Regions from separate parts of the Sus scrofa genome. Here all the other regions are linked to region 1. A link is a contact called in public Hi-C and HiChIP or PLAC-seq data. All regions are on one chromosome and are shown on one strand. Each heading gives the region's core, a stretch centred on a gene start, on an enhancer-like site or on the middle of the called end of the contact. The rest is flanking DNA. Distances are from core to core; before and after follow the strand shown.

Region 1 (4,036 bases), core at 842-3,341:
CCCAGCTCTGGCCTCTCCTTCCTCCAGGAAGCCTTTCGTAACCACTTCTGCTGCCAGCCAAAACTAAGGTTGGGCAACTTCATTACCTGGGGCTTTGTCCTTGCCCTTGTTGCTAAGTACATCTGCCTATTTAGATCCATGTCTCTGTTTGGGTCTGTCAGCTTTCATGCACCTCCCCTGCCAGAGCTCGAGGTCCATGGGGACTAACATGGACTGTGGACCATGGGTGGTGCTGAGCTTGTCTTGAGCTCAGGGAGTTCACACACTTGCCCGAGGTCACGTAGCTGAGCAGCAGAGACAGGTTTTGAGCTCAGCCCTAACTCCTCAGGTCAACCCTGGACTTGGTGCATGTGAGGTGCTCATGAAATGTTTGCTGAAGAAACAAGTGATGTGAGCAGGCAGTCTGCGGCACTGCTGCGGACACGGTGACCATGGCAGAAACAAGAACATGTGCTACCAAGACACAGGGAACACTGCACCCTCCCAGTCCCTGGTGTGCCCTGTGCCCTCTAAGAAGGCTGGGGAAGGAAGCCTGGCCCAGGGCCTGTTGACTTTGGGTGGCCTCCAAGGCAGGCAACCCACTCAAGGGGCTCTGGGAAAGTGCTGGGGGTGGGGACTGGGGTGGCAAGGGACAGTCACTTTACCTCTTCACTCCCTACTGCTTCTGCGCTACTCCTGTTCCCTCCGCCTAGGCCTGGCACCCACTAACTCATCCATGAGGGGCCTGTTTTAATGTTGTTAGTCCTGTCTTTTCTTATTATTCCCCAATGAAAGAGGCCAGTTGCCTTCTAGAAGGAATGGACTTGGGGGGAAGACAGTAGGCCTCCTCTGAAAGCTTTGCAATCCCTCCTTTAAGAACTTTTCCCTGAAACCCCTGGGAAAAGCACCGAGGTTCTAGTTATGTCCAATTCCTCCATCATGTCTCAGCTGGGTTTGTCACTCCCCCTGGGAAGCCCTCCCTGACCCCCAGCGGAGGTGGACTTTCCTATTACATCCTCACTGCTCCACAACTTATATTTATTTGTGCTTTTTGAGATCAGTGTCCCTCTCGCCCATCAGATTGTGAGCTCCAGAAGGACAGGGACAGACTCTGATTTTGCTCTCCAAAGGCAACCCAAAGGTTAGCACCCTGCCCAGCACTTCGTAGATATTCCCCAAATACCAGCTGAATGAACAAATGATTCTGGGTTCCACTCCCAGACCTGCCACTTCTCTGTGACTGACCAGTGTGACCTTAGGCAGGTTGCATTTCCTCTCTGTGCCTCAGTTTCTCCCTCTGTAAAACAGCATTCCCACCACCCACCTCACCTAACCCTTATAACTCAATGTTACAATGAATGTTAAGAAACCCCTACAAGGACTGCTACAGAAAAGTCGCTGGATAAACAGAAGCTTCCGAGCTCTCGGAGAGCGGGACTGGCCTGAGGGCACAGTGTCCCCGCCACGCCTCACCACCTCCGGTCAAGGGTCGCCCAGCCCCGCGGCGTCAGGCCTGGCTTACATGCCGGCAGCGGCCCGCGCTCCTAGCGGCCTCGGGTTCCCCGGGACCCCCACGGAGGCCGGAGCTCATTGCCCACAGAGGTGAGGATGGGGGTCGTGCACGCGTTTACCTTGCAACGGCCGCAGCCCACCGCGTTACCTAGCAACAAGGCAGGACTCACAGACAGAAGACACCTTCTCGGTTACCTACCAACAGGGTAGAGCCCTCAGGTGAGGCCAAAGCTTCAAAGACCAGGGAGGCTCCCATTGGCCGGCTACCTAGCAACAGGGTGGGTCCCCAGGGGCGAGGCCCCGGCCAGTTGCCTGGCAACACCGAGGGTGGGGAGCCATCAGTACCTTGCCCTTCAGGTCCAGCACGTAGACGGCACTGGCGGACATGGCGGCTGCAAAAACCCTCGGCACTGGCCGAAGGCGGCGGCGACAGCGGTGACTGCCAGGCGGTGAGCCAGGCCGGGCGCACCCGAGACAGTTCCTCTCCACTTCCGGCCCGGGGAGTAGCGCGCGGACCGTTAGGTCTGGCCGTGGACGCGCTGCCAAAGCGCAGGCGCAAGGCGCCATGTGCGCAGGCGCAATATTCCCGATAAGGCCTTATTTTCCGCTCCTCCCTCAAGTATCCCGGAAGTAAGCTCTTAGGGGAGGGGCGGGGAGGGGCGGGGAGGGGCGGGGCCAAGCCGGGCGGACGGCGGAAGAGCAACTCTCTAGCTGCCTGGTTGGACGGCGAATGGCAGCTGGGAAAACTCATGTCGCTGGAAAATCCCACTTGGTGGGCCAAACTAGGTGAGAGATCCTGGTGGTGGAACCCACCGAGGGCCCAGCCATGTGGAACTCATAGTTTGGTGGGGAAGGCTGGGGAACAAATACATAGACACCAATTGTGATACACTTTATAAGGAGGGATAAGGTGGTGGTTACTTGGAAAGAACTCAAACTCTCTGAATGGCAATCGAGCCTCATCAACAGTAAGTTCCTGTCACCTGTCAGTGCTAACATTTGGTAAACAAGCGTGCAGTTTATTGCCTGAAATGATCTGAAAACCACGCCTCACTGAACCTAGGCAAAAAGGTGATTTATTTCTGTAGGTAGTGGTCACTGTGAGTAATGCAAATTGTGACTCCTGATTCATCTAATTGAATTATACCTTGTTTGCTTTTATGAATACTCGGCCTTTGGAGAAATGCTGCATTCTGTCCCAGTGAACCATCACAATGCCCTGGGCCCCAGGCCCTGCACTATCAGAACCATTTACCCCGGCTGCCTGCCTCTTACTTTTATCTTCCTTACTGCCTCCATTTTGGGTTTTGAGAGTTAGTTTTTGCAACTTTGTGGTTATATACCTTCTACTTAAGGTAGAGATGTAAGTGCAAGAAAATCCAGAGAAGAAAACTAGAACCTTTAAAGATTACCAGTGAATCCTGGGCATAAAGCAGCTGAGAAGCTTTTTGACACCGTCTCTTAAGCAATCTGATTATACCTAGCCTCACTCTGCCCAAATTATGTTTTTAGGAAAAAAGTGTCTTTTTTTTTCTTAAATTACAAAACTGTACATTGCACTGAAGAAATCAGGAAATGCCAAAAAGTATAAAGAAATCCACATGGGAGCGGTAACCCCTCTCATTATGGAGGATTTCCTTTCAGACTTGCTCTGGGCATTTTATTATTTTTTTCTCTCTGTGAGATGTAAATGTTCTACAATGGCTCTCAGGAGCACTTACCTTATCTAGACCATCTTTATTTTAGCTCCTGAGACTGAAGGAAAAAAAAGGAAGAGGGGGGAAGGAGAAGGGCTTTTCCACTCAAGTGGAAACACTGACATCTCTGGTTCTGCTTTATGTAAAAATTAACTTGTAAATGAGTTCTCTTTAACTGACTTAAAAGTAAGCGACGCTGATATTTGGCCTCTGTGCACCAAGGCAGAAGTGAATCTCAGAGACAGAGTTTTGGGTGAAATAGAAAAGAATAGCTTTTGGGAGTTCCCTTGTGGCACAACATGTTAAGGATCTGGCATTGTCACTGCTGTGGCTTGGGTTTGATCCCTGGCCTGGGAACTTCCACATGCCAAGGGCATGGCCAAAAAGTAAATAAAAATTCTTCCCCCCCCCCCCAAAAAAAAAAAGAAAAAAGAAAAAGAATAGCTCTATTGCTTTGCCAGGCAAAGGGGACCACAGTGGACTAATGCCCTCAAAAAACTATGTCCCTGCTCTGGGCATTTTAGATACAGTATAATGCAGTATCAAGGCAAGGATGGAGCTGGGAGGACAAGTCTTTCGAGGAAACAAAAACTCCAACATGCCAATACTGTCACAATAAACACGCAACACAAAAATTACTTGTAACTTCCTTTTCAGTGCATGTGGAGGAATTTGAATCACATCTGAATTTCATCCTTTGTATTTAATGTATAAGCCAGATTTGTCCTGTGCAACATCTCAGAAAAGACCATATTTACTGTGGTAGACAGTGCTTCTCAAACTTTGCTGTGCAGTGGGGTCACTTGGGGAGCTCTGAAAAATCTCCGTGATGGAACCCCAACCCCAGG
Region 2 (4,036 bases), core at 770-3,269, 960 kb after region 1:
TGTTTGGGATCTGCCAAACCTCCTAGCTGATGGTATAGTTCAAGGCTTTCAGCCAGAGACATGCCCCACCCCTGCTATGCACTCCTCCCTTCCCTCCCACAACACTTCCTCATAAGCCAGTGCTGCTTCAAGTGTAACTTACATTTTGGTTCCTTGGGGTTTCTTCCATCTCATCCCACTTCTCATTTTTGTTCCATGTTTTGTTCAGAGCCTTACCCAGGCCAAGTCTGACTGTTCAGCTGGAGAAATGGTTTTGTCTGCACCTTCCTTCTAAAGATTTAACTGCCATGGCCCTCTCCACACCTCCCTGATGGGTGTTTCTCTGAGTTGTAATTAGAACTTGGATCTACTATTTAATTTCTCTGGCCATTTCCCAATCCCTCCCACAGTACTAGAAATCTTAGTTCTATACAAGAGTAAGAGGTGTGTACAAGCCCCTACTGTACTGTATGCACGGATTGCTTGGCCAATAATTATGTCAGTGAATCTGAGACTTGTATTAAACACTTTAGACATTTGTAGAAGGAAATTCGTAGACTTTTCACTTATTTACTAAAGGGTTTGTTTTTTGGGGGGTTTGGTTTTTTTTGGGGGGGGTTGTGCAGTCCTCATTGCAAAAATAAACATTTGTACTGAATATAAAATCACTGTCCTGTGACTACTGCTGTCTTTTTCTTTAAGGGTAGAGCTGGGGGTGTAGGGGGAATGTGGGAATCAGTGTTCTATAGCAGAGGAAGAAGGGAGTTCCACACCCATAGACCTTGCAGCCAGATTAGAGTACTCAGGCAGGATACAGCATCATCAAGTGGCTGGACCATTGATTTGATGAAAATGTAAATGAAGCCAAAGCCACAATACAGCCTAATCATGCAAAATAGGTAAGTGGTAAGTGTGCAGGGCAAACACTTGTGCAGTATGAGCAGTGTAATCACAGGCACCTATTAAGCTCTGAAATGCATTGTTTACTGAGGCAGCACCACGTAAACCACTATTTCCCTTTAAGTAAGGACCCATGGGCTTAATTATGGTCCTAGGACAAGTATAATGTTTAGCAGTCTTGACAATACCAAGGTAAGGCTAACAGTGCTAAGTGTCAGGGAAAATGGGAAGTGATGAAAAATAGGTGAAGTGTTTAAAAGAAATATGAAAACTAAACATGGAAAATGCTTGTGCAGTGGTGGTGACAGTGATACAGTCAATGGATAATGCCCCAAATAGGTAAATCAGGAAGTAGCCACATAAGCACATTTAGAGGTAGCTAGGTAACCAACCCCCAGAAAAAAGCTAAAATCTTTCCAATGGCTGCCTCCAGGGGGAAGGAAAGGTGGAGCCCAAGACTGCTGCTTTTCTCAAGTTCTGATTGCTGTTGAACCAGCTATTAGGCTTTAGGCAAATGAATTTCAGGCTCGTGATCTATACCGTAATACAGGGAGGTGATAATACTACCTACACTAATGGTTGTTGTAAGGGTTAAATGATGAATGACCTTGAAATGTTCGGGATGTTGGGGGAAGTTTGCAAAACAGGAGGAAGAAGGTATCCTGCCAGACTTCTCGCCTGGCCCTACTCAGCTACCTCTTTGGCCAGAGTCCCAATGACAACCATCCCTGTTCTTCGGCGCTCAGGCATATATCCTTTAGAAGTCAGTCTCCCGCCTGCTGCCGCCACCCGCGGAGCCCCGGCGTCTACAACCGCAGATTGGTAAGTCAATGACCGCCTCTGTCCAATCACATCTGTGCAGGGGCGGGCCGACGGGTCCGCTGGACCAACTGGAGGCTATCGTGGGGTCGAGGCGGCTGAACCACCGTTGGAACCAGGGCTTGGAGAAGGTGCTGCAAGGAGGGAGGGTCGCGCGTTTCCGGGTGGGGAGCTCCAGAGAGGGCGACGGCAGGGTCTCCCAAGGCATGCTTTGGCCGTGGCGACACCCCACGCCACCCTCCCAACCCCAGTCATGGCACCGTCTGTCCCACACCTTCCGCTTCCGGACCCGCCTGACCCGCCATATTAGGTTCCGACCCCGCCCCTCCGTCTCATTGGCCCGTATGCAGGCCGATCCCCAGCTCATTGGTCCAGCCCTCGCACCCAAGCCATCCTGGCCCAGCCTCAGACCTTCTCGGCCCAACGTTAGGCCCCGCCTTCTTTCGGTTCCACCTTCGTCCGCACCCTCCTTAGCCACGCCCCAAGCCCTCGCAACGCTCCTAGGTAGGCCTAGTTGAGTTCACCTTTCCAGCCGGTAGGCGGTACCTACCCTGCACTGCCCCGCCCCTTTATCTCAGGCTCCGCCCATTTCACCCACGGTGCCCCCCTGTCTCTTGTTTGTGCAGGACCCTATCTCTCCCTCTCGACTTTTGACCCCCACCCACACACCCAACAGGGAGGCCTACTAGACCCCGCCCCCCTAAGCCCCGCCCAAGCATTTCTGATCCTGCCCACAGTCCTGGCCCCAAGCTTCCCTTCTCGCCAAGACTCCACCCCAACCACCCTAGGGCTGGTCCTCGCAGTTCCACCCCTGCACCTCGAGCCTCCTTGTTCCCCATCACCGTCGCGCTCAGGTGTTTACCTAGCACTTAGGTGAGTAGTGCGCGGTGACAGTTTCGGTCTGAGCTGCCAGCCTCTTCTCTCCGCGCTTTCCTCAAGCCCCGACAGCACGGAGGGACCCCAGACCAAAGGCGGTGGGCTCCGCAGCCCAGATCCCGCCTTGCCGCTGCAGCCAGTGCCCCTTGCCCAGACCCTAGACGGCCACGCAGTCGTGCCGGAACGCGGTGACATGCCCGAGCTGGTGGTGACGGCCCTGCTGGCGCCATCGCGCCTCACTCTGAAGCTGCTTCGCGCCTTCATGTGGAGCCTCGTGTTCTCCGCGGCCCTAGTGGCTGCAGCAGTTTACGGCTGCATCGCTCTCACTCATGTGTTGTGCCGGCCCCGACGCGGCTGCTGCGGCCGACCCCGGCGCACCCCACCCGCCTGCTTAAACGACCCCACGCTGGGCGAGCACTGCTTCCTGACTCTCAAGGTGAGTGCGTGGGGCGGCACCACCGGGGTTTCGAGGGTCAAGGAGCCAGGGAGGCGGGGCTGTCTAAGACCCGTGCGGGGTGGCAAATAGTTGAATCCAAATCTGGATCTGCGCATGCCTGGGGGGTGTGGGAAGTGAAGTGTTCCCACACTTCTTAGGGAAGAGGGGTTTCCCAAGTCGCATACTGTGCCCTTTCCCAGAGCTCAGGCGTGCACCTGCACTATGTCTCTGCTGGACGCGGCAATGGTCCCCTCATGCTGTTTCTGCATGGCTTCCCGGAGAACTGGTATGTCTGAGACCCAAAGGCCTGGAATGCACAGGGCTGGGGGAGGTGGAGCTTGGACCACCAGGGCAGCCAGGAGGCGCGGATAAGGGCTAGGTAGACTGGGGGCACAAAGTGTATAGGGCCCGGATAGGCCCCTCAGGGAAAGAGGTCTACACGAAAACAAATGGGGACAGGAGGCCCTGAAGGGATGGGACAAAATATCTGGTCAAAGTATCTTGTGGTGCAGTGTGTTAAAGACCTGGCCGTTGTCACTGCAGTGGTCACTGCTGTAGCATGGGTTCAATGGCTCTCCCAGGAACTTCTGTGCTGAGGGCCAGGCCAAAAAATAAAATGTGTTGATGTTGAAGCTGTCCTGGACCCAAGGCACTGCTGACCTCACTCTCAGGCTAGGGTTCCCCATCCTTCCTTCTGAGACGTCCAGGGCAGGAAGGTGGGGTTGCCCAGGGCCCCTGCTGGGCGTAGGGGAGAGGTGCAGCCTGGGGATCCTGACTCAACCTCCCTCCTTGGCCCGCCTGACAGGTTCTCCTGGCGCTACCAGATCCGGGAGTTCCAGAGCCACTTCCACGTGGTGGCTGTGGACCTGCGGGGATATGGCTCCTCCGATGCACCAAGTGATATGGACTGTTACACCATCGACCTGCTGATGGCAGACATCCAGGATGTCATTCTGGGCCTGGGTGGGGATGTGCCCCCATCCCATCCCTGGCCTCCCTCACCCCTTCTTCTCCTCTTCCTGGCAA
Region 3 (4,036 bases), core at 436-2,935, 680 kb after region 1:
GAGCCATGAGGGAAAGCCCAGGTGGTAAGAGACTTCAGCCCATGTGCAAAGGATGAGAATCTAAACTTGATGTACCCAAGGAAATGAGATTGAAAAGAAGCTGTTGGACTAGGGTGCACAGGGGAATGGACAGCCTGGCAAGGTCTAGGATGAGAGATGAAGAAAAAAAAAAAGAAGCTAGAAGGAAAGGAAGTTGTGGTCAGAGAATGCAATCTGGAATCAATGGTTTTGGACATTGTGCCTTTGCTAGTGATGACAAAGTCCTTATTGGGATTAGGGCCAAAGTAGGCTAATGCAGCACAAAGGAAGGGGCTCTGGGGATGAGGCTAGGAAGGTGGGCCAGGAGCCCCCTCCCACCCTCCCAGGAAATTTGGCCATTAGGTCCGAGTGATTCCTTCTGAAAGAGGGAAGGGTCCACTTTTATCCAAGTTGAGCAGAGAGGCCCACTGATATATCCTGAGGGTGGAAGACAAGTTTGGAAGAGACAGACGCCAGAGGAAGGGGAGGAGGAGGAGAGACTGACCACACATCTCCTCAGCTCCTGCTGTACCCCCATAGGGGCATAAGAGGGGTGGAAGTCATAGCTGATTCCTCTGGGAAGCAGAAGCCCAGAGAGGAGCAGACACTGACCTGAAACCAAAAGAGATGGGCCAGGCAGGGACAGACCCTGGACAGTGGCCCTGAGGAGGCCTCAAGACCAGCAGTGGACACCATGGGGTCACTAGGGGACCCAGCTCTCTGCAGCCCATTCTGTCACTAGAGGACCCAGCTCTCTCCAGCCCATTCTGAGAGCTCCTCAGATGTGCACCAGTGTAGGGAAGACGGGCAGGAACATAACCCCAAACTGGCCTTGGGTGAGGAAGACTATGAACCATGAAAATATTGGGGCATAGAGTGGACAGAGAGGAGAGGGTTCGACCCAGTGGAGAAGTGAGGAAAATGCTCTCCCTTACTTCTCTGCTGCCCTAGACCCCAGCTCAACCTCAGACCCCAACCTCCCTGAGCCTGATCCCCGACCCCTCAGGAAGTCCACACACCATCATTCCCCAGACCCATCCTGTTGCCCACACTCACCAGGTCCTGGTGACCCCAAAACCAGTTCCGTTTTGGGGGTTGCGGGAAACACCGGAGGCGGCAGCAGTTGTCATAGAAGTCATAGATCCAGGACAGGATTCGGGACAGGAGCCAGGTAGCACCGACCAGCTGCAGGAGCAGCCACGGGGAGGCTGACACAGGCCCCAGTCCCAGCCAGGACAGGCTCAGCTGCAGCATCCTGTAGGGCAGATGGTGTGGAGAGTGAGCTCCTGAGACTCAGCAAAGGGACAGTGAGGGTGAGCTCTGAGGCAGAGACAAATAGACAAACAAATACAGGGAGAGGAACAAGGGGGTGAGTGCTGGGGAAGGAAGGACTCAGAGATGAGCAGACTGAGGCTCAGAGAGGGGAGGAGACCCAGGAAAATCCAGAGGAAGAGAAAGAGACAGGGAGAGGGCGAGAGAGAAGATAATGAAGAAATGCCCACTTGGAATCAGTGGAAAGTTGCCTTGGGCAGTGCCCCTCCCTACCCTGGGCCAGAACTTTCAGCCCCACCAACGCCAGCGCTGCACCTTCTGTCTGGAGCAACTAGTCCCACACAGCTTCTTCTGTCCTCATCCTGGAGAGTCTTCTTCCCTGTCCTGACTTCCAAATGGGGCCAGTCGGGAGTGGCGGTGGTGGGGGGGGAGGCCTTGAGTGGGTCAGCCAATCCCTGCTTGCCTGGCTGCCTCCTCCCACCTGGAGTCTGCCCAAGACTTAGAAACCTGGAGCAGCTGGCTCCAGAGAGGAACCAGCTCAGATTCACGTGGTGCAGATGCTGACTTCTTGGGACTCAGCACCTCCCACTCAGCTTGCTGGAAGGCGGACAAAGGTGACTCTGTGCCCCTGTGTTTACAGCTGCCCCTGCCCTTCCAAGGCCAGGGTACAGCAGGTAAAATTATGAGTGTTTCGGGTGCAAACCATGTCCCAAAACATCTCCGTGGCTCTCACCACGTGTGGGCCAGAAGGGCAGCATGCACCATTTCTTGGCACAGAATCAGAAAGCCCAGAGGCAAGAAACTTCTGGCCTCCAGGGCACGCAGCCTGGCAGGAGTTTAAGCCCTGCCTCCAAGCAACCCAGGCCTTGGGTTGGGATAAAACTGCTGGGAGTAGGAAAAGAGAAACCAGCCTGGCTGGGGATTACCACAGCAGATTCAGGGGGTCAAGGGCCCAGTCAGAAGAGGACAGCTGGAGGCTTGAGGTGTAAGGCTGAGAGGGGTCAGGAGAGAACAGGGTCCACACAGGGGAAGGCAAAGCTGGGAGATCTTGAGTGGAGTTCTGCCCTGCCCTCACTCTAACTATAGGCTGTGCCAACCTCCTTTGGGCTCAGCCTTCCCGTCTGGGAATTGGGATATCAGCTGTAAATGTGTTTCGTCACCTCCAGATCCTGTCCTAAACTCCCCTGTAAAGTAATCTCAGCCCTCATGAGGTCTCCCCAAGATCAGGCTCCAAGATGAGGATGAGTTTGAAGGATGGAGATGCAAAGTGAGAGGATTTGGACAGACATTCCTGCTGCAGCTAATAGAATGTTTGGAAAATGCCCAAATTTCCTCTCCTGCCACCACTACCCCATTCCTTCCAGGCCCACATAATCCAGCTTTTGAGGGACTGGTCCTGAAGCCCTCAGCAAGTTTGTGTGCCCTGTCCCAGATTCTTTGCCTCCTTGGCCAAAGTGATCCACCTGCTGAGGTGTCCATTCAGAGAAGGGCCAGGAGCAGGGCTATGGTAAGTGAGAGGCAACAGGGGTAGCCAGATAGGGGTGAAGAGAAGCAAAAGGAAGGAAGAGGAAACAGGTCCAGAAAGGTTCAGTGACTCGCTCCAGCCACACAGAGAAGTAATTTAACAAGACAGCACAAGCAGAAGTGAATCCTGGCACAGAGTGCATGCTCATTAACTATTTAGGGAAGAAAGGGCCTTTTATAGTCATGAGCTCTAAGAAATGGCCACTCAAAATATGGTCCTCAGACCAGCGGCATTGACATTACCAGCAGCATCTAGGAAACGCAGAATTTGGGGCTTTAACCCCCACCTGCAAAGTCATGGCTGCAAAAATTCTGCTGTTGGAGTTCCTGTCGTGGCGCAGTGGTTAACGAACCCGACTAGGAACCATGAGGTTGTGGGTTCGATCCCTGGCCTTGCTCAGTGGGTTAACGATCCGGCGTTGCCGTGAGCTGTGGTGTAGGTTACAGACTTGGCTCGGATCCTGCGTTGCTGTGGCTCTGGAGTAGGCCAGCGGCTACAGCTCCGATTCGACCCCTAGCCTGGGAACCTCCATATGCCACGGGAGCGGCCCAAGAAATGGCAAAAAGACAAAAAAAAAAAATTCTACTGTTGTCCCCAATAAGAGGAGTTTATACTTCTTGAATCTGGCCTGGCCCTGGGACTGCTTAACTAATATTATGTGGTCAAGGTGGTGCCATGCTAGTTAAGGCCTTGAAGTAGGCTGGCAGCTTAAATTTACGTTTGCTTTTGGAACCCATCCCATCAGAACCACTCCCTATTCTGTAAAGAAGCCCAAGCCCCATGGAAAACTTCATGGAAAGCTCTGATCAGCAGCCCCACTTGAGTTCCCAGCCTAGTGTCACCTGTCAGTGAGCCTCCAGATGACCACAGCCCCGAGTGACATCACATGATACAGAAAAACCATCCAGCTGAGCCCAACTGACACACAGAATCATAAGAGAAAATAAAACGGTCACTGGTTTAAGCCACTATGTTTGAGGGGCTGTTCATTACAAAACAACCTAGCAGGACTGTGTGATTATACCTACTGAGTCAGAATTTATGTTTGAAACCAGATCCCAGGGATTCCTGTGCTTGTGAAAGTGTGTGAGTCACTGGAGTTCCCATTGTGGCTCAGACTAGAACCCAGCTAGTCTCCACGAGGATGCAGGTTCAATCCCTCTGGCCTTGCTCAGTGGGTCAAGAACCCTGCATGGCTGCAAACTGTGGTGTAGGTCACGG

What was found. A called contact is a pair of places that touch in the nucleus more often than the background predicts. HiChIP or PLAC-seq counts read pairs in DNA pulled down with a chosen protein or histone mark.
Region 2: a Hi-C map of epiblast stem cells shows a contact between it and region 1, with 2.7 times the contacts expected there. The contact joins the promoter of EPHX3 here to the promoter of CIB3 in region 1. A contact is called at or near these places in 1 of 5 promoter capture datasets (fetal liver) and 1 of 47 Hi-C or Micro-C datasets (epiblast stem cells).
Region 3: a contact with region 1 is called in an H3K27ac HiChIP or PLAC-seq map of alveolar macrophages. The contact joins the promoter of CYP4F55 here to the promoter of CIB3 in region 1. A contact is called at or near these places in 1 of 47 Hi-C or Micro-C datasets (embryonic fibroblasts) and 1 of 2 datasets of contacts at active chromatin or transcription factors (alveolar macrophages).

The regions. Positions count from the first base shown.
Region 1 is chr2:61,384,098-61,388,133 of Sscrofa11.1, forward strand. It overlaps CIB3 (calcium and integrin-binding family member 3), which reads left to right and starts at 2,092. Exons shown (of 5, transcript XM_021083597.1): 1 at 2,092-2,277. The coding sequence starts at 2,222. AP1M1 (adaptor related protein complex 1 mu 1 subunit) reads right to left here and starts at 2,009. Exons shown (of 12, transcript NM_001243917.1): 1 at 1,837-2,009. The coding sequence starts at 1,878.
Region 2 is chr2:62,346,512-62,350,547 of Sscrofa11.1, forward strand. EPHX3 (epoxide hydrolase 3) reads left to right here and starts at 2,020. Exons shown (of 8, transcript XM_005652901.3): 1 at 2,020-2,571; 2 at 2,729-3,010; 3 at 3,211-3,296; 4 at 3,816-3,973. The coding sequence starts at 2,768.
Region 3 is chr2:62,069,267-62,073,302 of Sscrofa11.1, forward strand. It overlaps CYP4F55 (cytochrome P450, family 4, subfamily F, polypeptide 55), which reads right to left and starts at 1,686. Exons shown (of 13, transcript NM_001244636.1): 1 at 1,564-1,686; 2 at 1,075-1,273. The coding sequence starts at 1,272.